4 separate regions of the Mus musculus genome follow, and regions 1, 2 and 4 are each linked to region 3. The links are chromatin contacts, called in public HiChIP or PLAC-seq maps. All regions are on one chromosome and are shown on one strand. The core of a region is the stretch at or near the end of the contact, and the rest is flanking DNA. Distances in the headings are between cores, read along the strand shown. Region 1 has its middle 66 kb from the start of Gm5150. Region 2 holds the start of Ythdf3 (YTH N6-methyladenosine RNA binding protein 3). Region 3 has its middle 38 kb from the start of Gm33819. Region 4 has its middle 99 kb from the start of Slc7a12.

Region 1 (5,783 bases), core at 1,739-4,238, 880 kb after region 3:
CATTTTGAAATTAAATTAAAGACTATTGTAAAAACCAAACAATCTGGGTGTGGTGATGTGCTCATTGTGGTAAAATGTAATGGCCTACGTATGATTCTTACCTGGCTAGCTTGACGTTTTGTGCTATTTCTAATATTATAAGAAAACTTTCCCATTTGTTGTTTCTGCAGTTACTAGTAAATAGTCTCATGTCCAAGTTGATTCTATATTCTGCTAGGTTTGTGCCCTTGGAAACCAATCATGCTAGAAGTCATTTGAACTGCTTTGTTGAATAGTTACCCATGATAAGTTTAAACTTTAACTGACAACCCAGCAACAATTCCTGTACCCGTGTATAAGATATTATGGTATACATTTGCTTTTATAAGCTGCCCCAGGGATGAACCCTCACATAAGAGAGATTCCTGTGCTGATATAAATAACCCTTTGGAATAAGACATGAATGTTAGACCAGGTATGTCTCCTCTCACAGTTGAATAACCCAACTAATGGGAGTAATAAGTGTGTGCGTGTGTGTGTGTGTGTGTGTGTGTGTGTGTGTGTGTTTGTAGGGTTCTGTGTGTGTGTGTGTGTGTTTGTAGGGTTCTCTGTGTGTGTGTGTGTGTGTTTGTAGGGTTCTGTGTGTGTGTGTGTGTGTGTGTGTGTGTGTGTTTGTAGGGTTCTGTGTGTGTGTGTGTGTGTGTTTGTAGGGTTCTGTGTGTGTGTGCCTACCTAGTGTCCATGAGGTTCTCATTTATTTCTTCTGTTTGTGGTTGTGTGGGTTCTGGGCTACCTCACCTTTCCTGAAAACAACACTAAACAAAGCAGGTGAGTGTGTATGTGTCAGGCAAAGGAGCATTAGAAACACTGGGATCTCTACAGTAGAGCACATTTTCAATATTACACATATTGTGGGTCATCTTCCAATCCATGGGACTGTAGTGTGTGTGTGTGCGTGCGTGTGTGTGTGTGTGTGTGTGTGTGTGTGTGTGTGTGTGTGTGTGTGTGTTCCTCCTCTTTTCAGCTGCATAGGGGCCAGCATGCCCAGTTTTGGTTGGAGTCCAACAAAGTATCAGGCACCCTAGGCTCTAAGCCAGATTCCCAGCATTGCTATCCCTTGTTTCTTTGTTTGATTAAGTCCAAGTCAATTATATTCATGTTTATACTTATTTACTTTGCTGTTATTTATTTATCATTCGGTTATTATTATCATTATTCTTTTTAAGTTAGGATCTGTCTGTGTGTTTCTAAGAACCAGTATGTAGACCTGGCTGGTCTTCAACTTACAGAAATCCCTCTGCCTCTACTGAGATTAAATGAGTGAAACATGATTGGCATATATATATATATATATATATATATATATATATATATATATATATATATATACTTGCTTCATTCCTCATTTAATTTATTCAAGACAGAGTCTCTTCATGTGATCCTTGCTGTCATGGATGTCATTGTGTAGACTGCTTTAGTCTGGAACAACAGTTATCTAAAACTAGGACTAACTAGAAAGTTTCTTAGCAGTCCAGGACAATTAATTATAATCATGTTCATATTTATTTTTATCTATTTTATATCAGTTTGTGTGGTAATCAAAAGGACTTTGAGGATGATTAATTGTGTTTATGTTTTATTATACATTTTAATTAAAAATAGCAAGAGAATTAAAATGATCAATTCATCTGGGTTTAAAAAATTAGGCAAAAGCAGACAGAAAACACAGCTGAGAATGTTATGAGGTTGCTGGCTTGTTTTCTGTACTTCCTCACACTTCTGCACATGCAAACTGGGTTTAACTAAGTTGAGGTCCTCTAGAGACTAGGAAAAATGGGTCACATGGGTGCCTCCATTTTGGTGAGGTCAGCAGCCAAGATAGCTGCCATACTGATGGCATCTTCCATGCTAATGAGATGGATGTGCAATCAAGTGACAGAAGAAGGAATTAGAAACAAGCAAACATGAAACCACAAACCATTCAGGGAGAGTGTGAGGTGCAGGCGTGCACACACCAACACACACAGAGACACACACAAATTTGAATTTGAATTAAACATACAACACCATAACATAAAAAGAAATTTAAAAAGTGAGTGACAGAGAAATAGCTTCTTTGGGTTAAATAAATAAGGAAACCAGGTGTGGCCATAAATGTCTTTAATCCCGTCACTCAGGAAGAAGACAAAGGCAAGTAGAATGCTGTGGATTGGAGGCAGGTCTCATCTACATAGTGACTTCCAGGCATATGTAGAGAGACCCCTGTCCCAAATAAGTAAATGAATAGAAAGAACTCGAATAAGTATAATTATTAACTTAGGATAAAACTAACAAACAATGGTAGTCAGTGCTGTGTGTCCAGTTTGTGAAGGAGGGGAGAACCCTGGGCTAGAGTGTCCCAAGCTCCGGGCTCCAGACTCTGTACTTCATAAACTAGGTTACCCCAACACTCAGGAGCTGAAAATAAGCAGATAAGCAGTGGTCTGGGAGAGAAGCTGTTTCCATGCTGCCTTCCAAAGTCCTCGCTTTTCAGCTTTTTGAGGAAACTTCACGCTTATGTGGTTTTCGGTTTATATGATTTTTTTACTTCACGCCCATCAGTTGGAGAAAAGAGAAGCAACCAACTAAGGTCACCCATGGGAACAATGATTCTCCACCACAACCGGAGGGGAGGTATGGGATGGGTGAGTGACGGCGGTGGCCAAGCCAAGAAGGTCATCAACTGAAACCGAAAGTAACCCATTGTTCTGCCACAAGAAGGACATGCTCCAGCTGTGACACACCATGCCTATTGGCCACGGTAAAGAACCACATCGAAGGGTGCGAAAGGGCTTACTGGTGGGCAGGTCCACAGCAGGCTCCCAACTCATGTCAGGGAGGTGGGACGTCAGGAAATGGACCCCCCCCCCCCAGGCGGAGTCGGAAGACCAGGAGTGGGTATGGGAAGATCACACCAACTGGAGTTAACAGGAGACTAGACATGCCCGGCCATGCCCTAATAGCAATAGGTTGATCAGATGGGAAGATATGGCTGTGGGCAGGAAGATGGAACAACACAGCAGAAACAGACCCAGAGGTGGCAAGGGCAGCGTGCAAGGTCACAGGAAGGTACCTCACAGGGGACCAGGACCCTCAGGCAACAAGAGGCATTTAAGGTTAACCAATGGGAATCATACTACACGCACTCCCAGAGTTTTTATTTGTTCCCTTTCTTTCTTTCTTCCTTCCTTTTCTTTCTTTCTTTGTTTCTTTGTTTCTTTCTTTCTTTCTTTCTTCCTTCCTTCTTTCCTTCCTTTCTTTCTTTCTTTCTTTCTTTCTTTCTTTCTTTCTTTCTTTCTTTCCTTCTTTCTTTGTTTCTTTCTTTCTTGAAACGACCGATCTCTCTACAGCAACCTACCCACCCTTGCACTGGCTATGTAGAACAGGGCAGTTGTAATTTCTGAGCATTGATTCAGGACAACCAGAAATGCTACAGCAGCAGCAGCAACAACAATAACAACAGCATTTTACATTTATATCTTCCCACCAAAGAATAGAGGAGTCTAACAAATAAAATGAAATAATTAAAAACTTAAATATGAGACTTCCTCAGAAAGCTGAAATGGACAACTTTGAGAAAGCAGCATGGAAGCAGCCCGACCTGACCACCACCCTATCTACTTATTTTCAGCTCCTGAGTGATGGAGTTACTGAGTTTATGCAGTACAGAGCTCAGCAGGGACACCCCTGGGGTATGAGAGCATGCTAGATCAACTCATAGGCTAAGGGGCAGAAAAAAAAGAGAGGGGGAAAAAGAATGGTCAAGGAAGTATCAATAACTTTGCAGATGTGGTTGGGGTTTATTAGTGGAAAATGGGTTTCCTTTAGGGTGGTTAAAAAATAGAGCATGTAGCCACATTGGGAAGATAGCTAAAGAGAGCCAGTCAAGCATCTCTCCCTCTCTTTTATCTCCCTCCTTGCCCTGCCTCATAATATAAAGTCGAGGTTAAGGAGAGGAGGACGAGGAGGACGAGGACGAGAAGTTAAATACCTTTAAAATAATTTTGATAGACTCAGAGCAGCACTCAGAAAGAAGACCTGAGAATGGCAGTGAGACTGTGACAGGCTCCCAAAGGGTACGGGAGTTGGAACAATCTATAAGCCTTGCTAGCTAGCAGATAAAATTAAATTAAATTATTAAAAAGTGAAATAAAGGCCGGGCATGGTGGCGCACGCCTTTAATCCCAGCACTTGGGAGGCAGAGGCAGGCGGATTTCTGAGTTCGTGGCCAGCATTGTCTACAGAGTGAGTTCCAGGACAGCCAGGGCTACACAGAGAAACCCTATCTCAGAAAAAAAAAAAAAAGTGAAATAAAAAAACTGAAGAAAGTAAAAGATACATTAGCAAGGAATTTCCTCACAAAGCTGAAAATGGCCAACTTTGGAAAACATCATGGAAGTTGCTTCTCTCCCATACCACCCCAGCTCATCAGCCACATTATCTGCTTATTTCCAGTTCCTGAGTGCTGAGGATACCATGTTTATGCAGTACACAGTATTGAGTCCAGAGTTTGGGACACATTAGCCCTGGCTCATTCCTCTACCATAACCCAGGCACCCAGCAGTGCCTTTTGTATTTTGTTTGTTTGTTTTATTCCAAGTTAATAATTATACTTATTTGGTTGTTTTCTATTCATCTATTTAGTTGGCACAGGGGTCTTTTAACACAGCCCAGGAAATCATTATCTTGATCAGATTTGACTCGAATCCACTGCATTCTATCTGCCTCTGTCTCCCTCCTGATCAGTGGATGGGATTAAAAGCTTATATGGCTGGCAAGATGGCTCAGCAGGTAAGAACACTGACTGCTCTTCCAAAGGTTCTGAGTTCAAATCCCAGAAACCACATGGTAGCTCACAACTGCCTATAATGAGATCTGATGCCCTCTTCTGGTGTGTCTGAAGACAGCTACAGTGTACTTATGAGTAATAATAAATAAATCTTAAAAAAAAAAAAAAGCTTGTATGGCCACACCTCATTTCTTTAACCACAGGGAAGGGTTGTTTTGTTTGTTTGTTTGTTTGTTTGTTTTGTTTTTTGTTTTCTTTGTTTTTTTTGTTTTTTGTTTTTTGGGTTTTTTTTGGCCTGTCTATTTTTAGTTTCATTTTCAGTTACTTTATTGTACCTTTAGTTCAAATTCAAGTTATGCAGTGTGTGTGTGTGTGTGTGTGTGTGTGTGTGTGTGTGTGTGTGTATGCACCTCTGTTGTACTCTCTTCCGGCTAGTTTTTGTGTTTGCATGTTTGTTTGTTTCTAATTCCTAGTTCTGTCACTTGATTGCACATCGACCTCATCAAGGTGGGAGCAGCCATGTGACTTACTTTTCCAGGTAGGTCTCTGAATAGAGGCGTCTAGAGGATCAATACTTTAACCTAGTTTAGGTACAGAATTTTGAAGAGGCACACACTCTAGAGGACCAGAACTTAATTAAACCCAGCTTATTTGTACAGAATTTTGAGGAGACACTCAAGACAAGCCAGAAGCCTCATAAGATCCTCAGCCATGTTTTCTTTCTGCTTTGGTCTACTTTTTTTTTAATGCCAGAAAAATCAATCATTTTAATTCTTATTGTTATTTTTAATTAAAATGCATAATAGAAGATAAATTTAATTAAGCTTCCTTGAAAATTTTCTGAATTCCAGGCAGACTTAGTCAGAAATGTAGAAAAAAAAAAAGAAAACATAATTGGAAATATAATTAATGTCTTGGAACTTCAAAGAACTTTTTTTTTTTTCCGAGACAGGGTTTCTCAGTATAGCCCTGGCTG
Region 2 (6,086 bases), core at 3,013-5,512, 990 kb after region 3:
ACTAAGGCCAACTAAGTCATGGGGGGAGTACACTTGTAATTCTAGCATTTAGGAGGCTGTGTCAGTAAGATCATGACTTGGAGGATGCCAGCCTGGATGAGACTGTATCTCAAAACAAACAGAAAAATGGAAAGAAATTCTAGTTAGCATCATGTTGCATGGTTCCGTACAGGTCAGAATTAAAGCTCTGGAAATTTTTGTTTTTATGTTAATTAAACTAGATTGTGGAATTTTGTCTTATTTAGTCATAATATCCAGGAAGTAAGAAAAACCATTTGGTACTGAAGAAAGTTAAGTATCCATAGCTCCATTTGTATTTTTAGTGTGACTTTTGGGTCCTGTGAAGAAGCTTTACTCAATGCTGTCTTATAATTTGTATTCATTATCCCAAAACTAGGCGGGACGGAAACTGTCATGGTGACTGGCCCCTAAAACATTTAAAACGTTGGGGAAATAAACGCATCAGAGAAGCAGATGGGGCTCCTCAGAAGGAGCTGCTGGCAATGGGCTGTTAATCATTGATTACTGACAAAGGGAGGATAAGCTCAGCGCCGAATTCCTGGAATTTCCTCAAGGCTTCACCAAATATAGTAAAACGAACATTTAGCAGCCAATCAGAAACCAACCCCTGTAACTTCTCTAGCACCTAACAATGAAGTCTTAGGTTATCTAACCATCACTAAAATTCCTAGAGTTTCCCAAAACAGACTTGCGCTCCTTTGTCTGAAGTCACCATGCTAGTAAGTGGTCAACCCCGGCATGCAGGCTTATTGCTTTCTCAAAATAAAAGCACTCCTGCCTACTGCATATGTGAGTGGTGGTCTCAGTGGGCACTTTTGGATGTAACAATGGATGAATTTCACAAGGTATAGGTGTCGAGTTCATTTTTCATATCCCATTTAGAGACTAGGCCATGGACCATTTGCAGTCTATCCTGGGTGAAAGGTACTCTGCTTCTGCAGGTCGGCAGCTCATCCCCCTGACTGAATTGCTTTAAGGCTGGCTCCAGTTAGCACCTCAAAGTGACACCTTGGAAGGCTAGGTAAAGGCGGGAACTGTGCTTCTCTAAGTTTAACTCTCAGGAGAAGGGGACTTATCTCTGCCCTTTGTTCTCAGTGCTTGTAAGACTCAAAGAGCATGCATTCACATGATGAAAAAAACTACAGTTCTGCCCATAAATTCAGTCATAAATTGAATAAGAGGTTATAACAGAGAATGCTTACATGCATATACACTAGGAACAATTATCTGGCTTCACTTTGACCATTTGTTACTTTCTTAAAGAGTCATAGAAAAGTTTAAGACTATAGCTAAGCTGTCCTTAAAGTTTTGTTTAGACAAACTAGTCAATATCTTATCTCCTCTTTTTGGACTTGGGGTCCTGTGGTATATATCTTCTTTATGACCTTGGGTTAATGGTTTCTGTAACCTCCTGGAATATGCCCTAAGTTTTAGAAGTCTGCTGTTATCTCAGAAGCAACTAAGCAGTCATGTTTATAAAAGGAACTCCAATGTCTCTGTGGGTATTGATATTTGGAAACAATGGTAACCCTTGCATGCTAGATGTTTCTGAAGAATAAACTCTTTGTATTTGCATACTATCTGGGTCTGGGGTCTTCCTTCAGTGATTTTTGTGGACCTTACAAAGGAAACATGAAATTGAAGTGTAACATGGTATTCTGAAACAGAAAAGGAACACGAGTGTGAAAAGTAGGGAAGTTTCAGCAGTGTGGAACTGGAGTCCATCAACTTGCAGGCAAGTTCCTCATTGCTTTTATTGTAGGGTAGTTGTGTAAGACAAGAACATTAGGGGAAGATGAGCAAGAGACGTGCAGGAACTCTGGGTAACATCTTTGTAACATTTCTGTAAATCTAAAATTACTTTAAAATAAACATGCTTTTTTCTTTCTAAAAATATATACCTTGTTTCAAACTTGATAAGTTTTAATTTAGTAAATTTAGCCAATGTCTAGAGTCTGCTTTTATAACAAGTTCTAGGGAAAAGCTGTAGTTTTCCCAAGAGACAAGAATCACACTTGAGAGACACCATTTAAAGGAAACACAAGGCTACATGATTTCTTCTGCCTTTTTCTTGCCTTTATAAATTTCCTTTCAATAACTACAAGAATGCTTGGGAAAGAGGCCTATTTCAAAACAACACTTTAAAAAGTATTTCTCTGTATTCAATTCTGTTAACTATTAGTTTTACCTTACTATATACAGTATTTAGATATCTTACATTTAAAATGCATCATTCAGTCCTATAAACTATCTGTGCTTGGCTCATCTACTGTTACTTGAAGGTAATACAGAATCTTAAAAATCTTAGTATAAATACTGGAAAAAGTTTCAAAGAAAAATTTAAATAGTACTAGCTAGCAGAGTGAATTTGGGAAAGAGTTTTACACACAGGTCATTACTTATTATGTCTCTGTTGTCATCTATTATTCTTCCTGGGTGGTAACATTCTTGATCCTCAGTTGAACATATATTTCACAATACATGTTTCAGTTCCCTTGCAACCAAGAATTTTCAGAGAACAATGTTGTAGTTAGTAGGAGGTAGACAGGTGTGGGAAATAAAATTGCTATGAAATATCCGGAGAGAGCACTCTGCTCTCCCTGCCTGCCCCGCTCTTTTCTCTTTCCTTTTAGTGTGGTGGGGTTGTGATGATGGCTGGAAGGAGAACAGCCACCTCTGCGGCACTGATGGAGTGTTCTAGAGGTGATCCCAGGGGCACACACACGGGGATCGGAAAAACATTTTCAGGAGTGGTTCTCTCCTATCACGTGGGTTCCAGGTATAGAACTCATGTTGTCAGTTTTTGGTGTAAGTGCCCTTATCTGCCCAGCCATTTTGCTGGCCTTGGACTATTTCTTAAACTTACTTTGGAGCCAGGCAGTGGTGGCGCATACCTTTAATCCCAGCACTCGGAGGCTGAGGCAGGCTGATTTCTGAGTTCGAGGACAGCCTCGGCTACAGAATGAGGTTTTAAAAAATTTTTAATTTTTGAAACGTAGCCTTGGCTGTCCTGGAACTCATATAGATCAGGCTAGCCTCAAACTCACAGAGATCCACCCTCAAGTGCTGAGTTTAAAGGTATGTGCTCCCTCACCCAGCCTTCAATTTTTGTAGCAGCAGTTATCACACAAGATACTGTGACTATTTAATCAATTATATTGCCTGACATTTCAGGAGTACTCACTGAGTTACAGTTTTGATGCGGGGACTCACTCAGTGAAGAAACAAGAAGTGGCTGATTATGTATGTCAGGCCTTAGTTTACTCATGACGCCAAGGTTTAGGTTAAGAGACTTCTCCAAGGTTATAAACTAATCATTGCTAGGTAAGAATTCAAACTGAGATTCGTGGAATTCCAAAGCCATGCTTCTCAGATAGGAGTAAAGTCAAGGCCTGCAAGCCTTTTCTATTAGTTTTCGCTATGCACTTTCAACTTTCCAGCCTCAATTCCTCTTCCGACAAACTCCTTGAAAACCAAAAATGTTTTTGGGAGTGGGAGCTAGGTAGAGCAATGTAGAATAAGGGGGACCTTGGGAAATGGACTGATTTGCAGCTCAGGGTCCGAACAGAAGGAACACAAGAGAAAGGGATTTGGGTTGACCACACCTAAAATTGCCTTTTGAGGATTTGCATGAGAAGCAATCTTGACACAGTGATTCTAAAATATTGTGGTACTACATATAGAAAACTGTGATTTTCCTAATTTCCTGCTTCATAGGTTAGCACTTAAACTGGGAGGTTTTAAAAGGATTTGGCTAGTTAGGAATGCACACTACACCACACCTGTAAAGAAATCTTACTTGGGAAGGAAATTCAATAAAAATGCCAAAATTATAATTGGACTGACTTTCTTTGTTTTTGCCAACAGGTAAGAAAGTAACATTACCAGTTTCTAGGGACATTTTAACATTTTCTTTTTTTCGGGAGGGGCAGCAGTCTTGCAACTGTTTCTCTTTCCGAAGGCTATTTTATTCAATAAAAACCAACCCCATCCCAGTAGAGAGTTAGAAAGCATTCATTGAGAGCGTGCTCCCGCACCCCGCACGCACGCACGCACGCCCGGTGGTGGCTGAGCGGACAGGCGCTGCTGGACCGCTTCTGTAGCCTCCAGGCTAACAACGCCCGAGCCCAACGCTCACGGTACCGCGCATGCGTCTAAAGTACAGCTGCGCCTCCGGGTCTCTGCCCCCCTCCCCTCTCCGATGACGTGCACGGCGGGGGCGGAGCCCGAGGCCGTGGCGGGAGTGGGGGAGGAACTGCGAGGTGTGCGTGGACGTCAGACTGGATAGCGGAAGGTCAGGACGGCCCGGAGCGGAAGTGGGGCTGAGGCGCCTGTCCGCCATTGTGGGCCCGAGGATCGGAGGACGAGCGGGGACGAGCAGTGTGCAGGCGGCGAGCTCGGGCCCCTTCCGCGACTCCCGAGCGTGAGCCCTCTCCCTGGAGCCTGCGAGAGCGGCGGCGGCGGAGGCCGGAGCAGAGCTTCGCGAGGGCGGTAGTCGACTGCTGTGAGTGCTCTCGGCGAGGCCCAGGCAGCGGCGGCGGCGGCGGCGGTTCCTCTCGGGTTACGGTGAAGAATGTCAGCCACTAGCGTGGATCAGGTGAGGGAGCAGGGCCCCGGCTCGGCGAAGGCCGGAGCTGCAGAGCTCCACCCTCGCGTGCGGCGCGGCTCCTCTAGCCGCCGCTAGCTCCGTAACGGCGCCGCGGGTCCCGGTTGTCGGGGCTGCTGCCCAGGCCGGCCTGAGCGCGGGCGGCTGAGTCTGCGGCCGGCGCCCGTGACCACAGGCCCGGAGGTCCCGGCGGCCGCCGCGGGGCCCGGAGCTGGCGGGTGCCGGAGGCGAGGCGGAGAGGCGGCGGGAGGCGGCCGGGCGGAGAGGTTGCGGAGGATCTGGTGGGGTTCACACCTACGCGGATTGTTCTGAAGAACTTGTTTGCAGTGGCTCTGTTTAACGCACTTTTCTTCCCCCTCCCCCTCTTTACCACCTCTGTCGTCTTGCTTCAGAGACCTAAAGGGCAAGGAAATAAAGGTGAGTTTGTTTGTTTGTTTTCCCCTTAGGTGTTCCCTTGATGTGATTTTTTTTTAAAAAAAACTGTAAGCGGTTTCTTTCTTGTTTTTGCACTTCTTTCTAAATATAAAGGATAGAAAAACATCCAACGCAGCTAACAGACAACATTTACTTAGCTCCTGGGTTTGTAGAAACCGAAGTACTAAGAAGAAACAGCTGTCTTGGTTGTATTTCAATGAACGTAATGTTATTTCTTCAGTTTACCATTTATGTTTGTTACATAACTTAGGTCATACTTTTTTCTACATTTGTGTATAGTTGGATAAGTTTTTAAAGTGAACAGCATTCTGTTTGAAATTTCGGGATTACATTTAAACTTGGCAAATCACATGGCGTTCTATGCCACATTGGGTGAAAATCATGCCCCAATCACTGAATAGAATCAGTGAAGTTGCTTGCAAGGAGACAACACCACTATAGAACTCCTAACAAGTATGTAATCTTACAGCAGCGCTCTGATTGGAAGGCGTGTCTCGATCTGGTTTCTTACAAAAGCCCGAGAAGGAAATTATTTGTGCAGTTATTGCTAGTGTTATATGATTTGCTATTTAAAAACTACCACTAAAAGTAAGGCAGTTAAAACACAAATGTAGTTTGTATTTATGCGTGTGGAACAAAGTAGTCAGCTGATTGAAACATGGCTTAACATGTGATATTAGTGTAGAACAATAACTCCTTTCTTGGGGTGGTGCCAATTAAAGAACATTACAATGAGCTATATATTTGTAACGTTTTGTAGTGCCGGAAGTGACACTAAATACAATTACACTTCCTGCTTTTTTTTTTCTTCCCCGTTCCCCAGTAACTAAGTACTACTTAAAAAATAAGATCTGTAATAGCCCTTTAGGTGAAGATTTATTGTTTCTATTGATGCTTTCAATGGTTTTCCTGGGATTTTATGTGCCAAGGCTGGTTAATTAGAAATAATAGTGCTCTGTCCAGAATAACTTTCTTCATGCCACACTACATTTTATATAAGAGTTTATATATGCCAGATACATTG
Region 3 (5,500 bases), core at 2,865-5,364:
TTTGTAACTAAAATACTAAATAATCCATGTTTTCTTGCTTGTAATATAGATCACATTACTGCCCACAACTGTGCAGTGACACTGGGGAGTGAACCCCTTACTTTTCCTAACAACTTTAGCACCATCAACAACCTCTCCTCCCCACCTCCCCCCTGCCCCCAGCCTCCAGTAACCGGCTTCCCCTCAGTTTCCCTTGGCAATGCTCTGGCTGTTTGCTTTCTTATTAATGCAACATTTTCTCATACATAAATTTCATCTGTCATCGCTATTTTGTTTTAATGCTTAGTGATGACACTGCAGTAAGGTGGTTGTGGTTGGACTGAAACTACTACCATGGGCGTCTTACCAGCCCACCAGGAAATTGTCTTCATAAAAGACATTTTTTAGCACAGCCTGGAAGTTCTCAGTCACAGACAGTGACTCCTGGGATGTTTCTTTGCATTTATAGATTAAGTGTATTTCTTGAAGAGTTAAGACTAGAAAACAAACAAACAAACAAACAAACAAACAAACAAAACTAAAAATGACCTGAAAGAACATCCAAAGACTCTCCTTTCCTTTCAGCTGTGATGTCATGGTATCTGACACTAAACTACTCTCAATTACGAAACTTTAGATAAAAGTAAACAAACAAAAACTGGAAAACTGTTTCAAAGTAGTCAGTCATATCTATTCCTCATTGCCTTGGACATGAAGTCTTCTAATTTGATATCAAGAAAGCAATTAAGCTTCATGTAGTCTTTATATTTCTAATTAAGAATGTGTTCCTTTTAAGAATAAAACTTTTCATGGAAATGAGTTAGGATCATAGCATTTATTAATGTGTCTTAAACATTTATAGGGAATATGCACTATGTCCTGTACCATAATTCAGCATAATTTGGGGTTAGGCTGTTTCTTGTCCTATTTCTTGATGTAATGAGAGCAACAATTACCCAAATAGTGAGAGGTTCTAGCAGATCTCTGAAGCTGCTGAACATAAAATGGTAGTGACTATATACATTGGGCAACTTCAGAGAAATAGATGGCCTGTTTATTTATACTCACTAGCCTTTATACCCCACCCTTAGTCTGTATCACTTAGATGGCCACTTCTTAAAAGCTCCCGAGAGAGAGAGAGAGAGAGAGAGAGAGAGAGAGAGAGAGAGAGAGAGAGAGAGAGAGAGAGAGAGAGAGAGATTTTGGCCTGTCTTGCATAATACCTACTATAGTTGTCACCAAGGTTCTCTGCATAGTTTTGCCCTTCTTATACCCTTGGCAAAGACAGTATTTCCAGACCCTATTGCTAGTAAAGACAGAGCCTCAGCCTACGTCTTTAACACCAAATAAGGCACTGTGCCATAGACTTAATGTTCTTCTTATTTTATTTGGGTTTCACAGAGTGAGGCTTGCAAAGAGTCTTGAGGCATACAAATTTATTTTGTAGGAGAAATTCAGGTTCTCAAATTACTGATTTTTCAAATTTTATTTTCATGGAATTTCCAGGAATTGTTTAGTTTTATGGACTGAACTTTTATTTTTGTTTCTTTTCTTCTCTCTGTCTCTCTGTCTCTGTTTCTATCTCTCTCTTTCTCCTTCTCTGCTTTGTTTTAATTTCTATAGATGCACATACCTTTGTTCTTTTATTCATTAATAAACCAATATGAATTACATTAGTATTCTGTTCATTTCATCCTTTATCATTTTTATATAATATCCTTTTCTGCTTTGGAATTCTATCTGGGATATCACAATCCATTTAGATATTATGTCTTTATGGATTTCTCTAGGACATGACAGTTTCTTAGTCACTCTTTGGTTTTGTCAATGTGATGGTTTTGAATTTTATTGGTTCATAGAACTTCTCTGAATTTTCGAATATCTTGAGATTAGTTAATCAGATGATAGCCAGAAGGTAGTAAGTGACAATTTAAAACTATATGATTACTACAGATTAGTTGAAGGAAATTAGGAAGAATTAACTATTTGCAGATTTTAGGGGGTAGAGAAAACGAGTAACAATTAGAGGGTGCAGGGGTTGGTTATTAATACTTGATCTTTGGTGTTGTTTTAAAAATCCAATTATGAATGATAGAGTTTCTGATTTAAAAAAAAAGCTTTCTGAGACTTTATTGCTCAAATTGTCTCTGATTTGGATAGGTAGCCATCAGTTTTTACTCTAAAAAAAGGAAAGACAAAACGAGCAAGGCCGTCTTCATCAGTGAGCAAGTGCCGTGACCGCTTTCAACTGAATTGCAGTTCCCACTGCTGTCATTTCTTCTTGGACGCACTCATGAACAGATTGCTTTTGCATAACTGCCTCGCCATCTGGTGGCAACATGTGGAAACGAGAAGGATCAGTCTGGAGATGTGAGCTGAGCAAGCTCTTTCCCTTGAAGAGGATACTTGATGAGATATACCACTTTTCTAAAACATTATACCATCATAATTTTACACCTTTATTGACCAACCATGTTTACCAAATTGACTCTCTATGTCAAGGGGAAGGCCAGTTTCTGAATCTCATATTCTAGCTGAAAATGACTTTGGTAAAATTTTCTAAGATTTCTAATCTGGCTTCCTGTGACACTCTCTTATTTATTTATTTTCAGAAACCACAAATTACAAGTCCTTGACAAATAATCATAAAATAAGTATTAGGCATATTGATTATTATGAAACATGTGTGAAATGTGTAACCCTCATAGTCCATCAAGCCAATGAAAAGGAGCAGAAATTGTTTCAATATTAGCTTAGGCCTACCACTAACTATGGTTGTCTGTTCCAAGTAGAATTTGTACCCTCCTTTGGTTTGTCTCAGAGATAGCATGGGCATGGATCAGCTACCATGATAGTGATTCAGCTACCATGTATAGCACGTCCTGGGGAGACAGGGACACAAAGCAGGTGCTGGAAGATGTAATTTTTGCTGGCTTCACTTTTGATTTTGAAATGTCTGTTGGCTCATTCTTGCATCAATCACAGAACTATTGTTTATAGTCTTCTGCTTACCAGACATGTTCCAGTTCACTGCTCCTTCTCTGGACCCTGAAAAACAGAGAGTGATACAAAAATATGTTGGAATTAATTTTGTGTTTCTGGATTCTTGAGAAACATACATCCATCATTCTTAGAAGCAATACACATTGAGCAAGTCTTTTCAAGAAAGAAGAGTAGATTTGATGGATGGAAGGAGAGATTACTTAAATTCCAGTGTCCTGAGGGATGCCACACATGTTTCAGGGGAGCATGTAGTTGTATAACTCCTGACTACTGGATATGGGAATTCTTATGCCTTCTAACCACTGTATTTTGCCTTACCCTGGAGTTAGAGTTGGTAAACATTTCCTAAACCACAGACTCATTGATTGAGACTATTCTCAACTACATGTTAAATAAGATTTTTGCTCTTTAATTTATCGAAGAATGTTATTGAACGTCTGCTTCATAACCTCAGATAAGTAGGTCACTGGTAATGGTAATAACTTGATGACTGTCTTGTAGGTGTTTGCATTGTGTCAAACATGGCCTGCCATTCAAATGTACACTCAACAAATATTTTTAATGCTGTTTTGCACTAAATATATGTAGGTGTGTGACCTGTGGAGATCCAGCAAAAAGGCATAAACGTTCCTGCTCTCTGGAAACTTACAGTCTGGTGAAGAGAAGCAGACACACAAATGCACAAAACAAATGAGTAAAAAGAATTAGCCAGCACTGAAGGCTACTTTGGGCCATTTGGTCAGAAGCTAGCTCTGTCTGAACAATGAGAATCCTGTTAGATGTATATGTCACATGTATGTGAGTCCAGTTAAGGATCCAGCTAGGGCAGATGGAGGAAAACAAGCTTGTAATATGTTAGAGATAGCAATTCTTCAAATGAAGGTTTTTATTGTTCTTGGATCCATCCTCGCCAAGAAGAGACAGTTTTCAGCTAGCAATCTGACAACCCAGATCAACCCAGCTGTGTTCTGTACACCATCACATGGATTCACAATAACTTCTTGCTCAACATAATCCTGTACCCAGAGAGTAGCTTGAAAGAAGCCTGTGTGACCTTTGAGCATCTGTTGGGAATGTTAGCATAGTTTGCTTGTTGTACCAGACACTGCACACAAAGTTCTTTTGGTTTCATTTTCACAAGGAGTAAGTAGTATTTTTATTTTATAGACATGTGAGCTGTGCAACATGCCTCATAAACAGCTCAGATTTCACACTCAGATTTCTTTTGAACATCAAAGGAAAGAGAAACAGAAGAGCCATGGCCAGTGATACTCTGTTTAGAAGCAATCTTAACCTAGGGAGCCACTGAGGAGTCTTAGTATTCAGTAGGAACTATAGCCATGTGTCTGTGTCCAGCATGTACCTGCCTTCCCATACTCACCAACCTGCAGTAGTTGATACCTTCTCATTTCTGAAAGATGATATTTCTACAAAAATCACTCTTAATATAGGTGTGGCTCTGAAGGGGATATTCATTTAGCCTTAAAAAGTTAAGCCTCAGAAATTAAGAAAAAGATATATACGTATATATGTTTTTAAACTATGTAAAACAAGAAATGACCAATTTATGTTTTTTTGTTGTAAAAAAAAGCATTAAAAAAGAATGAAGTTATCTGCCAAGAAATTTGTCATTCATATGAAGTAAAAATAGTATAAGGTTATTCTTGTTGGAGTAAGTAGTTATGTATAATATAAATTTCCATTTTGAGAATGAAACTAAAAAAGAAATTCAGATTATCCCAGAACTGGGGAGATGGCTCAATAGTAAAGAAAAGGGTTTACTGCCCAAGCAAGTGGAGGGTTCTCCGGCACCTACCTAAATGCCAGGAGGGCATGGAGGCTTTGCTGTAATTCCACCACTCCTTCAGCAGAGACAAGGGTCACTGAAGCAAGCTGACTAACAAGAGTAACTGCAATAGCAAGGTCTGGGGTCACTGCGAGATACTGGTCAATTAACAATATAGCAGTGAGCAAGAAGACTTCTGTTACCTCCACATGCATGTGCAGAGGTTTGCACACTCAACCAGACACATAGATTCACACACGGACAGACATGTATACATATCACAGACACACACAAAAACACAAACAAAAAATAAACAGTTCAAGTGTATCAAATGAATCACTATGTGATGATCTTCATGCAGATCATTATTAATGTAGAACAAGGCATGTAATTAAACTTTGTTAAATTTTTCAAAACAAACCTGTGTTTTGAATACACTCATATTTGAAATATAAAGTGCTTTTCAGACAAAAGACAGCTCCTTTGAGCAAATGCAGTATACAGATGGTATAGGAGATTAATAGAAAATTTAAAAGGAAAAAAAAAAAAAACCAGAGACTAGAACAGGGTACATTCTGTTTATCTGCGCATTCACAGTGACAAGCATTTGTAAATGAACCTTCCTTTGATGCTGGCCCCATGGTAAGCTCACAGAGAGCTCCAAGGCTGTGCTTCATCATGAGTCTTCAGATGGAAGCTTGTCAATAACAATATGCAGTGATTCGCAGCAGG
Region 4 (5,635 bases), core at 1,884-4,383, 810 kb before region 3:
GAGTTCTCTTCATGGGATTGGCAAAGCAGGAGAGATGACATTCATAGGTTCAGGAACACAGTCTCTCCACCTCAGCAAGGTGACCCCTCTTGAAGAGACACCATGAAGAGAACATTAGTTTTCTGATAGTCCATTAAATTCACTCACAGAAACATGTTTCTTAAGACTGAACACTGTTTAGCTAAGGACACGGCTATCAAGGTATGCATATATTCACCAAAATGGGCTATGCATGCTACACTAGTGAACTGTCTCTAATGAAACTGTTTACCCAAGCAAAGGCTACAGTACTGCTTCCACAAGCCCCATTCAGTACACCAAGAAGGGCTTTGCTCACTGTGACACAGTGAATACAAGTTCCATCTTGTACTTGTCTCCATCCTCATTGGAAGGCAAAAGGGGACATAAAGATTCATAAAACAGCTCTTAAAGAGTTGTGTGTGTGCACATGTGCAAGTGTATTCCCATGACTATGTGAGGCATGTAAGCAGGCATGCCCTTGAAAACTCTGGAGATGTCAGTCCAAGGTCAACAGAGTGGCAGTATAGAAGGGTCAGGAGCAGACACTTCAGACTGGGCACAAAGGCTTGTCCAGACTTGGAAGTGCCCACTAAGATCTTCAGTCAGGATAATCTACTTCCTGAATTTTCTAGGCCTTTGAGGCAAGTCTTCCTAAGCTCATAAACAAAGAACATCAGAGCTGGGTGGGTCCTCTTAAGCCTGGCTGCTCTGGTATGGTCTCTGGATCTGCAACATCAGCACCACCTTCTCCTGGGAGCTTGTGAGAGATATCTTGGCTCAGGCTCCACCCAAAGCTATTGAACTAGATCGTGTGTTTTACAAGATTCCCCAGGAGATATATATGCACATCAGAGCCTCGGAAGTATTTCCCCAGGACTAATTTAGGCCAACATTTCACTTCACAAACAAGGCCCTGACACACAAAGGGGAGGAGGAGGACCCAAAGCTACACAGCTGCTTCCAATCTTGGCTTCACCACTTGCCAGAGACTTTGTGTAAGTCATTTAAAAATGCACTGACTCTCACTTTCCTCTTCTATAATATAGGGTATCACCCTCAACTACAAGGGCTTTCACATGCACTAGATAAGACAGCATCCAAATTAGGCTTCATAAATATTGACAGTCACTATAGTCCTAGCTCTCTGCTCTCCCTTCTACCTCTCAATGCAAGCCAGCTTCTCTATAGACAGTACTACATTATAGGGATATGTCCTGGTTCAGGAGGTTCTATGCAGATCCTATTCTGCCATTTGACCTTGAACTGTGTCCCAAATTGTTCCCTGGTTCCTGGCTTTGGTTTAGTGGTTCATAAATAAGATGATTCAGTCTCAAAAGGTCAATGGTCTTTGAATTATCAGTGATACAGAATAAACCAGAAATGACAAATTTATGTTTCCAAACTAACCAAAAGAAGGAGACACTATTAGGGTAGTCTAGCCCTAGGAAGTCTATAGATCTTTCCTAGAATGGTTCTGCCTTGACATGTCCAAGTACCTCAAGTGCCTAGGTGTGCCCCTCAATGCAGTTTTTCTGAGGATTGAATCCAAGGCCTCACACATGCCTGCTAAGTGCTCTTCCAGGAGCTACACTGAAAACTCCTCTTTCTTCTTCAACTAATAAAAAGGACCCTCAAGGCTTCAAGTATCTCTGTGGGGATGGGGTTAAAGAGGAGCGAGCCCAGTCAGACTGGAGGACAGCTGTTTTCAAAGCTTTGCAAGATGTTAGGTGAGAGAAGTCTAAACCTGTTCTCATGGACTCTGGAGAACAGAAACAGAAAGTTCAAATAAGTCCTCTCTACTCATAACAACTGGTTACAAACAGCTCCAGAAGTTCCTGTAACCATTAGTCCTAAGGCAAGTGAGCTGCAGAGGGAAGGGCTCCCTTGCTGTAAGACCAACTGGCAAGGCTGGCAAAGCTGGCATAGACTCCAAGGGCTCCAGTATGAGCATCATCTCAGGCAAGCACTTTTCAAATAGTTTCCCATGTCCCATCCCGACCTGATCAGAATCTATAGGGTGGATCTGGGATCTATTTTAAAAGCATCCCTCCACACCCTGCAATGGTTTTAGTAACAGGTGTGTGTGTGTGTGTGTGTGTGTGTGTGTGTGTGTGTGTGTGTGTGTGTGTTTGAAGGCAGGACCAGGGACTGGAGGAAGGGAGTTAGAACCATCCAATGACTGGTTCCCAAGGGTCTGTGTTCTATTTCTCAAACTACCCCCACCCTTACCAGGGCCTAAGGATGTTGGGGACTGTAGCTTCACAAAGTATGTACTCTTGATTTGGGGATTACTTAAACATCTAATAGCAACACACACACACACACACACACACACACACACATTTTTGTAGCAAGGTTATTCTGTAGCAAGATTGGCTTTGAACTCACGTTCTTCCTGCCTTAATCTCCAAACACATTCTCCCTCATCTCTGAAGACTGATGTCCCATGGAAGCCACCCTTTTAGATGACCCAGACTTGTGGTCTTGAAGGAAGACTGATGGAGCCACGACTTCCATCAGAACAGGCAGCTTTCTTCCACCACACCTAAACGGCCAGGACACTCATGCAACTGGGAGTCCTTTATGCCATTCTTTCCCCTACGGGCATCCTGGACCATGTCCAGGTCGCCCTTAAATGGAAAAAAAGGGGGACTCTGTCAGTTTCTCTCCTTTGGGTCATTCTTGTGCTTTGGTATGCCACAGGTCAGTGTTAGAGCACACCTCTTTCCGGGGACATTAGATGTGCTCGCGGAAGCACTGGGTCATCAACACCCACAGCAGAACGGGAGTAGCTAACAAAAATAACATGAAATTTAAAAAAGAAAAAGAAAAACGGAGTGGCTGCCTTTGGCCTTGACCCCACAGCGCCACCTGGTGTCGATCCGTACAGAGCAAACTCGACGCCTGCAAATCTCTGTGGCTCCCCACGCCCTACGCAATTACGGCCATCTGCTGGTACCCGAGCTTCACTGTGTATAAATAAATGATGTGTGAAGTCCCTTCTGCACTGCGTGATTGTGAGAAGGTCAATGGGGAAAAGTGAGACAGAGTACTAGGGCTGGCCTGATGGTACTGTGCTGGGCCTCCGCAGCCAGCAGAGGGCAGCCTGTCTCCACCTTTGGATCATGGTATTCTGTGTGTCCCGTCCAGGTAGGAGGATCCATTTGTGTTTATGGAATAAACCATTGTCCTCTGCGCACAAACCTCCCTGAGAATTTCCTGTAGGTCTTGAGCCATGTTTGAGAATTGTCAGGGCCACTTAGGGCTAACACTCTTTGATCTCCAGCTGTTGGGCAGGTGTTGTAGGTCCAATGTTGGAGCATTGCTGGCCTGATCCTCTGGCTAATAAAAGCATAAAACCTATTGGTTAAATTCCACTCACTGTTTTGAAAAACTCAGTGAGGGCGCATTTTCATGGATTGACACAGCATAGCTCTGGGTACAGTAGGTGTACCTAAGATGAACAACACTACAACCCTTCAGACAAGCCTATTTTCCAAGCCTGCTCTTCCGTACAGCTGGTTGTGAGGCCCTAGCAGAAAAGCAGATGGCTAGCTGCCTCTCCCCACCATACACACACACACACACACACACACACACACACACACACACACACACACACACACACTTCCAAGAAGTGAGATCTCTGGAGTTGATACAAAAAGTCCTCTAGCTGAATTTCTCTTTACAAGGGGCTTTGCAAAAGCTGAAGTGCTGAGTACATTGTCAGGACATAACTGAGCCTTTCAAAAGCCAAGTCCACAAAATCCCCGCATCCTGAGATGGGGTGGAGGGCAAATAGGGGAAGGTGGTGGCCTTTGATCATTTGGTTTCCTTAGAACCAATACCACAAAGTAAACAGACCTTAGAAAACTCCAGAGTGATTGCCTTTGGTTCATTTCAACTAGGCCTTGCCAAATCCAGCCCTGGCTCCCTGGGTCCCTAGGACCCCCACAGACAGATGAGGAAAGAGTTCAGTTCTAAATTGCTTTATTGATCAGATGATAAATCAGCTTCAACAGCCCATGCCTACAGCCCTTGCAGAGAATCGATGTACAGCCTTGTCCCTTCCGTCTTGGGGAGCATCAAGGCCCAGCCCTTCCCCTTCTCCCCTCTGCTCCTTACCTTGGGGCCTGGATGGGCTGGGCAAGATAATGAAGGTTACTAGAGAAAGATGGGGTGATAGGAGAAGGGTCTGTGTCTGCGCTGGAGAGGAATGAGGACGTGGGGTTCAGAGGAACCCTCAGGAGTGGCTAGAACACAGCTCTACCCTGGGCTATGCTGCATCAAAAAGTGTCCATCCCAGCTACCCGACCCAAGGTTAGACCCAGAATTGACTAATCCAAGATCTGGATGACTGATAAATGTAAATGCTTGTTCAGGAATTCATTAGGATCTTCCTTGCCCATCAAAGAGGGAACTTGATGCCTAAGGAGGTCAGGCAAACTCTAGACTTTGGGGTACTCTGACATGGGTTGCTCTCCATTCCTAAATGAAAAAAAAAATTCACTATTTCCACACTCAAAGGCAAGACGCCAGAGAAAGAGCTCTTTCTGATGGCCCCACAATTCTATCTGCACCTCCCTGCCTCTCATGGGGACTTCTCAGACTGAGATGCACCAAGAATCTCAGACTCCTACCCAGAGGAAACTCTCTGGAAGCCAATAAACCACAACCTTTTCTAGCCCAATAAACCCAGCTTTTCCTGCCTACACTGCTGGTTTGCTCTACTGGGCTCCAATGGCATGGGCTCAGGTGTCCTGGCCAATAGAGGGTGGACATTCAGCCTAGAAACAGAGGTCGATGGGGGTGAGGTGTGGAGTGAGGGACCTGGTCTCTGGAAAGGGGTGACTAGACAGATGTCTCCTAAAGGTAATGGTATCAAATGCCAGGCAGGAGGAAGCCCTTAGTGGGGAAGGAGTTCAGGCAGACCCCTAAACCAAAAGAAGCCAGATACCCAAACCCAAGTCATTAATGATGTGCAGGAGGGCTGAGTGAGAAAGAATCTTGGAGGTGTCCAAGGCTTCTGGGAATGGACTGCTGATTAAAAGCTCAGGAGTAGGCAATATGCACAGGCCACAGCAGTCTCACTCTGAGTGGACCAAGGACCCAAAGTGTTTGGCATAGCATCCTTTGCAGTAGATCTCACCATCCTTGTCTGCCAGGGTTGACAGAAGGCTTTTGCCACATTTGGCACATCGGAAGCAGGACTTAAGTCAGGACTTCTCAGCAGCAATCACCTTCTCTGCATCATAGACTGTATGGTTACATCAAACTTGGATGCCTCTGGGTTGGTGGTGGGCCTGTACCCGGGAGCTTCCTGTGGCTTGATGCCCAGACACTCATCCTTGTCCGTGCTCAGAGTGCCTGTGCCCCTCCTGTTGCCTTAGTTTTTTGGCTCTTACTTCTTGCTGTAACATGACTTGAAATAGCTCTCTTTGCCGTGCACTGCCACAGTGGTGCTGTCCAGATTCTTCTTGCAAATCATGCACAGAAAACAGGATTTATGGAAGCTGTTGCCCTCTCACTGGACCTCCTCAGCAAAGTAGACTGTCTTCTGGCAAACCATACACTTCTTGCTTCCTCCCAGTTTGGCATTCTGGCAGCTGCTAGG

What was found. HiChIP or PLAC-seq counts read pairs in DNA pulled down with a chosen protein or histone mark.
Region 1: a contact with region 3 is called in an SMC1A HiChIP or PLAC-seq map of large pre-B cells, with 5 times the contacts expected there. The contact joins two enhancer-like sites. A contact is called at or near these places in 1 of 15 datasets of contacts at CTCF or cohesin (large pre-B cells), 2 of 484 Hi-C or Micro-C datasets (the C10 cell line and bone marrow-derived macrophages) and 1 of 115 datasets of contacts at active chromatin or transcription factors (embryonic stem cells).
Region 2: an H3K4me3 HiChIP or PLAC-seq map of the 230-238 cell line shows a contact between it and region 3, with 6 times the contacts expected there. The contact joins the promoter of Ythdf3 here to the enhancer-like site in region 3. A contact is called at or near these places in 2 of 39 promoter capture datasets (the C10 cell line and liver) and 5 of 115 datasets of contacts at active chromatin or transcription factors (the 230-238 cell line, astrocytes, bone marrow-derived macrophages and 2 more).
Region 4: a CTCF HiChIP or PLAC-seq map of large pre-B cells shows a contact between it and region 3, with 8 times the contacts expected there. The contact joins two enhancer-like sites. A contact is called at or near these places in 4 of 15 datasets of contacts at CTCF or cohesin (the NIH/3T3 cell line, embryonic stem cells, large pre-B cells and 1 more), 12 of 484 Hi-C or Micro-C datasets (cerebral cortex, differentiating embryonic stem cells, embryonic fibroblasts and 4 more) and 2 of 115 datasets of contacts at active chromatin or transcription factors (embryonic stem cells and large pre-B cells).

Annotation. Positions count from the first base shown.
Region 1 is chr3:16,069,378-16,075,160 of GRCm38.p6, forward strand. No RefSeq gene overlaps it. Among named protein-coding and RNA genes, the nearest start is that of Gm5150, 66 kb to the left of the region's middle. Within about 2 kb of position 2,989, at least 8 of the 459 cell types and tissues checked have an H3K27ac peak or open chromatin away from gene starts, as enhancers often do.
Region 2 is chr3:16,178,903-16,184,988 of GRCm38.p6, forward strand. Ythdf3 (YTH N6-methyladenosine RNA binding protein 3) reads left to right here and starts at 4,263. Exons shown (of 5, transcript NM_001145919.2): 1 at 4,263-4,618; 2 at 5,020-5,044. The coding sequence starts at 4,595.
Region 3 is chr3:15,192,262-15,197,761 of GRCm38.p6, forward strand. No RefSeq gene overlaps it. Among named protein-coding and RNA genes, the nearest start is that of Gm33819, 38 kb to the left of the region's middle. Within about 2 kb of position 4,115, at least 18 of the 459 cell types and tissues checked have an H3K27ac peak or open chromatin away from gene starts, as enhancers often do. A contact at or near this core is called in liver, where this site is marked.
Region 4 is chr3:14,378,793-14,384,427 of GRCm38.p6, forward strand. No RefSeq gene overlaps it. Among named protein-coding and RNA genes, the nearest start is that of Slc7a12, 99 kb to the right of the region's middle. Within about 2 kb of position 3,134, at least 32 of the 459 cell types and tissues checked have an H3K27ac peak or open chromatin away from gene starts, as enhancers often do.